Linked DNA regions of Oryza sativa: region 1 is linked to region 2. The links are chromatin contacts, called in public HiCAR-type maps. All regions are on one chromosome and are shown on one strand. Each heading gives the region's core, a stretch centred on a gene start, on an enhancer-like site or on the middle of the called end of the contact. The rest is flanking DNA. Distances are from core to core; before and after follow the strand shown. Region 1 holds the start of LOC4324023 (mitogen-activated protein kinase kinase 1-like). Region 2 holds the start of LOC4324051 (NRR repressor homolog 3).

Region 1 (3,333 bases), core at 687-3,186, 140 kb after region 2:
CGGATGGAAAATGTGATGGCAGTGGCATGGTTTCCAATTTTGCAAAATGTGTGTGGCACGCGGTTACGAATCTGTCAAAAATATGTCGAAAATCTCCGTTAACCTCAACTGCATGAGGGACCTAGCTGTCAGTTTCATCTTCTTCACTTCCCTCCCCTCTCTTCTCTTTTCCCTACCTCTCTCCGGTCTCTCCCTCCAGCGACGCTTCTCATTCTCCACCACCATCGTCGGGTGCAGGGGCCACGGCAACGATGGTGCTTGTCTTGTGCACTGCGATGTCGCGGGGGCACGATCGTTGGTCGGGGGAGGAGAAGGAGGCGCAGCGGGAATGGCGAAGGCGCCACTGCAGGCGCCGCGACTGTTCAACATCGTGCACAGGGGCTCCAACGATGAGCTTCCCGAGGAGACAGTGGTGGCGTACATGCGCGACAAACCCATCCCTGGCGGTGGTAGCGGCGTGACGGGCCCACGCAGCCGGCCGTGGTTGCCACTGCCCTTGTCGCCACGCCAGATCTGAGGCAGCCTTCCGCTTCCCGGATAACTTGGGCCTCGTCGGCAGCGCGGATGGCGATGGCTTCGACGACATCGACTCCGAGGACGACCTCTTCTCCACCTTCATGGACATAGAGAAGATCGTCGGCACCAACTGCGACAGCGCCGTCGAGACCTCCTCCCTGCCACGCCACACCAAGCACCACCATAGCGCTTTTATTGGCAGGTTTGTCTTTGGGCTGGTGCGGGTGGCGGTAGGAGGGCTCAGGAGTCGTCGTCGCCATCGACCTCCTGTCATCTGCCGTCGCACCAACCACGCGCCACCGTATCAGCAACACTAACCTGCTAAGAGAGGAAGAGGGAAGGAGAGAGACGGAATTTCGTGATGGAGTAGTATGGTTCCAATTTTTTTAAATTTCAGTGGCACACAACCGATATGTTAAATAGTAGTAAATAATAGTAGTATTTTTTTTTGAATTGGCATATTTTTAGTGGCATGGATCCAATTAAAAAAAAAGGACTTTCCGATAGGGTAAGGCCATGGGCTTGGGAAAAAAAGGCCTGCTGAAGAACTGTCCATGTAGAAAAACCTTCCACACTAGTCCGATAGTGTGCACAGATCTTGAAGCAGAATTCACGACCAGAGGGAGATGGATTACGAATTTTCATGCGAGTGCAAAATAGCAAAGCCGTAAAATGATTCTTGTATTCGGAAGTATCAGCCTCATGATTATGCTTATAAGCCAAAATTTGAATTTTCAATCTTAAATTTAGAGTTGATTTTGAAGTTTTTTTATCGTAGTTTATTTTTCAGTTTTTGCTTTTAGATCGCTAAGAACACGTATATAAAAATTTTATTTATAAATTATCTTCCCTTCACAAATATGTTGTTTGGTGAGTCATATATGGCCTTTTTTAGTTCTCAATTTTTTTTCCTAAAAACGTCACATCGAATATTAGGACATATGCATGGAACATTAAATATAGATAAAAAAATTAATTGCACAGTTTGCATAGAAATCACAAGACAAATCTTTTGAGCCTAATTTGTCCATGATTAGCCATAAGTGCTACAGCAACACACACGTGCTAATGACGGATTAATTAGGTTTAATAAATTCATCCCGCGGTTTCCAGGCAAGTTATTAAATTAATTTTTTTATTCGTATCTAAAAACCCCTTCCGATATCCGATCAACGTTTAATGTGACACCTATAAATTTCTCTTTTCGCAAAACACACCATATATATGTGTAGTTGAAAGAATGGGAATGTCAAGGTCAAGAATCGAGAATGAAGGGAATAACGGTAAGTGCCCAAGGTCATTGCCTGCGAAGACGAGATGACCGTGTCCCAGAATCAGCCGCATACGTAGGCGGGCCCCGCAAGTTTTTTGATTTTTCCAACTCGTGCGTTCCCACAGAGCAACCCCCCTCCCCATCGTCAGCATCTTTCTTTCTCTTCCCATCCCACTCCCTTCCCCACACGCTCTCCTTCCTTCCTTCCTTCTTCGCTTCTTCCGACGCCACTTCACCTCTCCTTCCTCCCTCCCTCGCCGCCGCGGGCTGCTTCCTCCCTCCCTCCCGCCGCGTCCCGCCACTCCCGGCTGATTACTCGAGCCGCCGCGGGGCAGATCCGTGCCGGGATAGGCCTCTCGCTCGCGCTTCGGTCCCCCGTCTCTTACCGGCGGATAAACCCTAACCGGAGAGGAGGAGGAGGGGGAGGCCATGAGGGGGAAGAAGCCGCACAAGGAGCTCAAGCTCTCCGTGCCTGCGCAGGAGACGCCCGTCGACAAGTTCCTGTAGGGTCCCCCTCCCTCGGTTCCCTGGGCCTGAAACGTGCTCTTTTTTTTCTTTTTTTTTTTACTGTCACTTGATTTCGTTTTCCTTTGTGTGTTCTCCTTTGGAGCGATCGGGTGTCATGAACTTTCGAGGTTTTGCCTCTGGTATAGAAGGGCTTCTGTGTTTTTTTTTAGTTATTTGTTGACGATTTTGGAGTTCAGATCGAATTGTCTTGCATAGTGTCTTACTGTGATTTTGGGGTTAGTTATGAACTGAGATGGAGATAAGATTTACAGAAGCGTAGGTCTACTTATACTGTCTAACTGATCTTTTGCTTGAAATATCTATGATCTGAGTTGCTGAACTGACTCTTCAATCCTCACTTAGAGTGGCTGAAATGCTATTCGTGGTTCCAGATCGTTTGTTATTTTGTTTATCCATCAGCCTAATCGTTGATTTATGTTTCGGGAGTTCGTGGTAAAATTTAATAGCTGTCACTGATCGCTGGTGCTCCTTTAGGACCGCGAGTGGTACATTCAAGGATGGTGAACTGCGGCTTAATCAAAGAGGTTTGCAGCTTATATCCGAGGAAACTGCAGATGAACCTGTGAGTTCCTGGTGCCATGGCTACTTTTTTTGTTTGTTCATATCTCCCTACTGGGTTCATGTAAACTGCTTTATCGTACTCCTTATGGTGACATGTAGGTTAGTGTAGAAGCACATGTACAGGTTGACTAGTTCAGTCAAACCTTATCATGCTTCTGTTGATTTTCATTTGGCTGATTGAATGCAATACTCACTTGCAATGCATGGGATCCATGCCACTCATGCATTCTCGCAATGTATTATGTGCTGCAATAGTGCTAAGGAATCATTGTGTAAACATTTCAGAGTTTATCCATGGATATAACATTGTTCACATTTCTCAATTTCTGTTTCATCTTTATGTCTTCCAGCAGTCAACAAACCTGAAGGTGGAAGATGTTCAGTTGTCAATGGATGACCTTGAGATGATTCAAGTCATTGGTAAGGGGAGTGGTGGTATCGTCCAACTAGTTCGG
Region 2 (3,236 bases), core at 645-3,144:
ATTTTTTATAGGATGAAGAGAGTAGTTAGCAGTTTGGAAAACGTGCGCGTAGAAAATGAGGGAGTTAAGTTGGGAAAGCTAGCAAGAAGAACACAGCCTAATATATAGATAAGTGCATAGGTAAATTCGTACTACCTCCATCCTATAAAAACCAATCTAGTACTGGATGTGACACATCCTATTAATATGAATCTGGACATACAGATTCATAGTACTAGTATATATCGTAGTCCTAGATTTACTTTTTAGGGCCCCTTTAAATCGTAGGAATGAAAAAACGAAGGAATAGGAAAAACACAGGATTCTGACAGGAATACAATTGTAAGACAGAGGATTGCAAAACACAGGAAAAACACAGGAATGGCCGTTTGATTGGACCATAGGAAAAACACAGGAATCAGATGAGACAGATAGACTCAGAGGAAATGTTCCAAGAGGTTAGACCTCTTGCTAACTTTTCTTCAAAATGTGTATAGGATTACCCGTTTCATAGGAATTTTAAAGGATTAGATATGATTTTTCTAAGGCCTTCATAGGATTTTTTTTCTATTGGGTTAAAATCCTCCAAAATTTCTACATTTTTTCTCCAAATCAAAGGGGCCCTCGTCGGACGAAGGGAATAGTTTTTTTTTATCTCTCATTGACAGTTCTGTTTTTAGATGTGACGTTAACAGCGAATAATTACTACTACAGCTTGAAAAGACGAGTATTTGACATTCTCAATTCTGCAGCACGCCGAAAGCATAGACGTGGGCAACTACAAGTCGACAACCTTCAGTACGATGCACACGTCTTGCACGCTGGTGCCGGACGTACGTCAGGCCGCATGTGTCACGCCCCCACGCCACGAGGCCCACGAGACCCGCGCGCGTGGCGCGCTGCCGCCCCCCGGCTCACCGCAGTAGGATCTTGCCCGTCAGTTGCGAGTTTAAGCCGGCGCGCGATCGAACCCGGCCACCGCGTACGCGATTGACGACTATACATTTTACGGGCTCACAAATTCTGCCCCTGGCCCACTGCGTAATCTCGATTCAACGTTTATTCTCTGTTCCTCTTTTTTTCATATTCGTTTTTCACTTTTTTTTCTTGTTAAATTTCTTTATTTTTTTGCGGGAAAAATTTCTTTATGTTTAACTTAAATTTATAGAAAAATATAGTAGTATTTTTAGCACAAAACAAACATATTATTAAAATACATTATCAAAATATATTGAATGCTAGATTTAATGAAACTAATTTGTTTTTTAAAATATTACCAATTTTTTTTAAACTTAGACAAACTTAACAAAAGTTTAACTAGGAAAAAAATAAAAATAATTTATAATATAAAACGGAGTGACTAACATTTTCTATTATATACAAATTAAAGGTCCCAAACCAAGCTAGCTGTGGATCACGCCATCTTGTATAGTTAAAAAGCGAAAAAAGATCATGTGAGCAGTACAAGGGATAAAAAAAACCATGTGAGCACCGAGACCTATCCAACGGCGCATGGTAGTCAGCGGGCAGGTAAGCATCCCCGACATCGATGTCGATCGACACCGTACAGTTAACACCGACGGGCGAGGGGGGGGGGGGAGTCAGACCGGCCGACGTTGCTTCCGTAAGCCGCTTACAGGAAAGCCAACGTAACAGCGTACGTAAGGAGGTCCCCCCCACCGCCCCCCCCTTCCGAGCATCCGACGCAAAAAGATAATGATAAAAATAGGCCAACCGCACCGCATCGCGCACGGTGCACGCGCGCCCACCACCATCGGTCGGTGCCGCACTTGCTTGCTCGCCCGCCCAAAGCGGCAAAGCGGTGACGCAAACTCGTTCCGCACGCAGGAAGGGAGGGATAGCTAGCGAAGCTTTGTCCTATTTAACGCGCGCCTCGCTCTCAACTCAAGGTCTCATGGATCCCACGATGCCCACTCCACATACTATTTCGGGTACTTCCCCTTTTCCACGCAACAGCAGCACCGCGGCGGAGATGATCGTGACGGAGCAGGAGCACCTGCAGCCGCGGCACCGGAGGTCTAGGAAGAGGGACCGGCCGCCGCCAACGCCGCCGTCGGGTAACATCAAGGCGGCGCCGGCGCCGCTACCGGAGGGGGGTGGCCATGGCCACGAAGAGGAGGCGCGGGACGAAGACGTGGACAGGTTCTACGCGCTGCTCGACGAGGTCAGGGAGATGAGGGAGCTGTGGCGGCGGAACGGTGATTGTGTCGCGACCAAGCGGACGAGCGTGGATGGTGGCCAGAAGAAGCAGGATCGCCAGCAGCTGTGGCGGCCGACGTTTGTAATGGAGGACTTCGCGTTCGAGTTGAAGGGAAGCCAAGTAGTCCAACCGGAGAAGAAGGTGGACAGCGCGCCTAATCTCGATCTTAGCTTGTCAATGTGATTTTTTTCTTTTCTTTTCTTTTCTTTTGTTGGGACTAGAGTACTGTATCGATTTTCTATCAGGAGAAAGAAATCAAGTTCATACAGATGAGTCTATATATACTTAAAAGAATTAGTGGGCACGGCGATGCTATTAATACTAAGATTTGCTTATAATAATTGTTAGGAAAAAAACACATTGACAACACGGGCGACAATAACCCTAGGTGAGTTTAATCCACTTAATTGTTCTTAACCTATAACCTAAACATGATCACCATTCACCAATGCTTAATGCGGAAATTGGTTCTAACTTATCAGAGATGAAAGATGAAGCCATTGAAGTCGATGTTTGGTTTTGCTTTTGTTCCTTCGATTTTTTTTCTTTCTTCTTATTTGTTAAGGAAAAAACACACAAGAGATATGGCTCACAAACCTCGTCCAGTACCTAGATCGATGGGGTGATTGTATATTTGTATTAAGATTTTAGGATTAGAGATCGATGGGGTGATTGTATTAAGGTTTTAGGATTAGAGAGAGGTTCGACGTCACCCCTGCCACTTAAGGTAATAATAGTGTTTATAGCGGCCGCTATAGCGGTACCGGATCTCTACCACTACAAGTAGCGGATATGCGTATTGGAACTTAGTGGCCATTATATCGCTTCGCGACCGCTATAGTAGCCCGCTATATATTAACTTTGTTAGATCGCTATAATGTTTATTAACTTTGTTAGATCGCTATAATGTTTATTAACTTTGTTAGATCGCTATAATGTTTAAATGGTGTGCTTCATATATGGATAGAATAAGTGTCGGTGTCTTATTTGTCTTATATATTTATATGTTATTTCATAATTTTTATGTTATCAAATG

The links. HiCAR-type assays count read pairs that join an accessible place to other places.
Region 1: a contact with region 2 is called in a HiCAR-type map of leaf, with 2.1 times the contacts expected there. The contact joins the promoter of LOC4324023 here to the promoter of LOC4324051 in region 2. A contact is called at or near these places in 2 of 15 Hi-C or Micro-C datasets (leaf and seedling) and 1 of 4 datasets of contacts at active chromatin or transcription factors (leaf).

What each region holds. Positions count from the first base shown.
Region 1 is chr1:18,469,031-18,472,363 of ASM3414082v1, forward strand. LOC4324023 (mitogen-activated protein kinase kinase 1-like) reads left to right here and starts at 1,937. Exons shown (of 8, transcript NM_001428047.1): 1 at 1,937-2,292; 2 at 2,792-2,879; 3 at 3,229-3,333. The coding sequence starts at 2,219.
Region 2 is chr1:18,332,065-18,335,300 of ASM3414082v1, forward strand. LOC4324051 (NRR repressor homolog 3) reads left to right here and starts at 1,895. Exons shown (of 1, transcript NM_001428060.1): 1 at 1,895-2,465. The coding sequence starts at 1,895. The coding sequence ends at 2,383.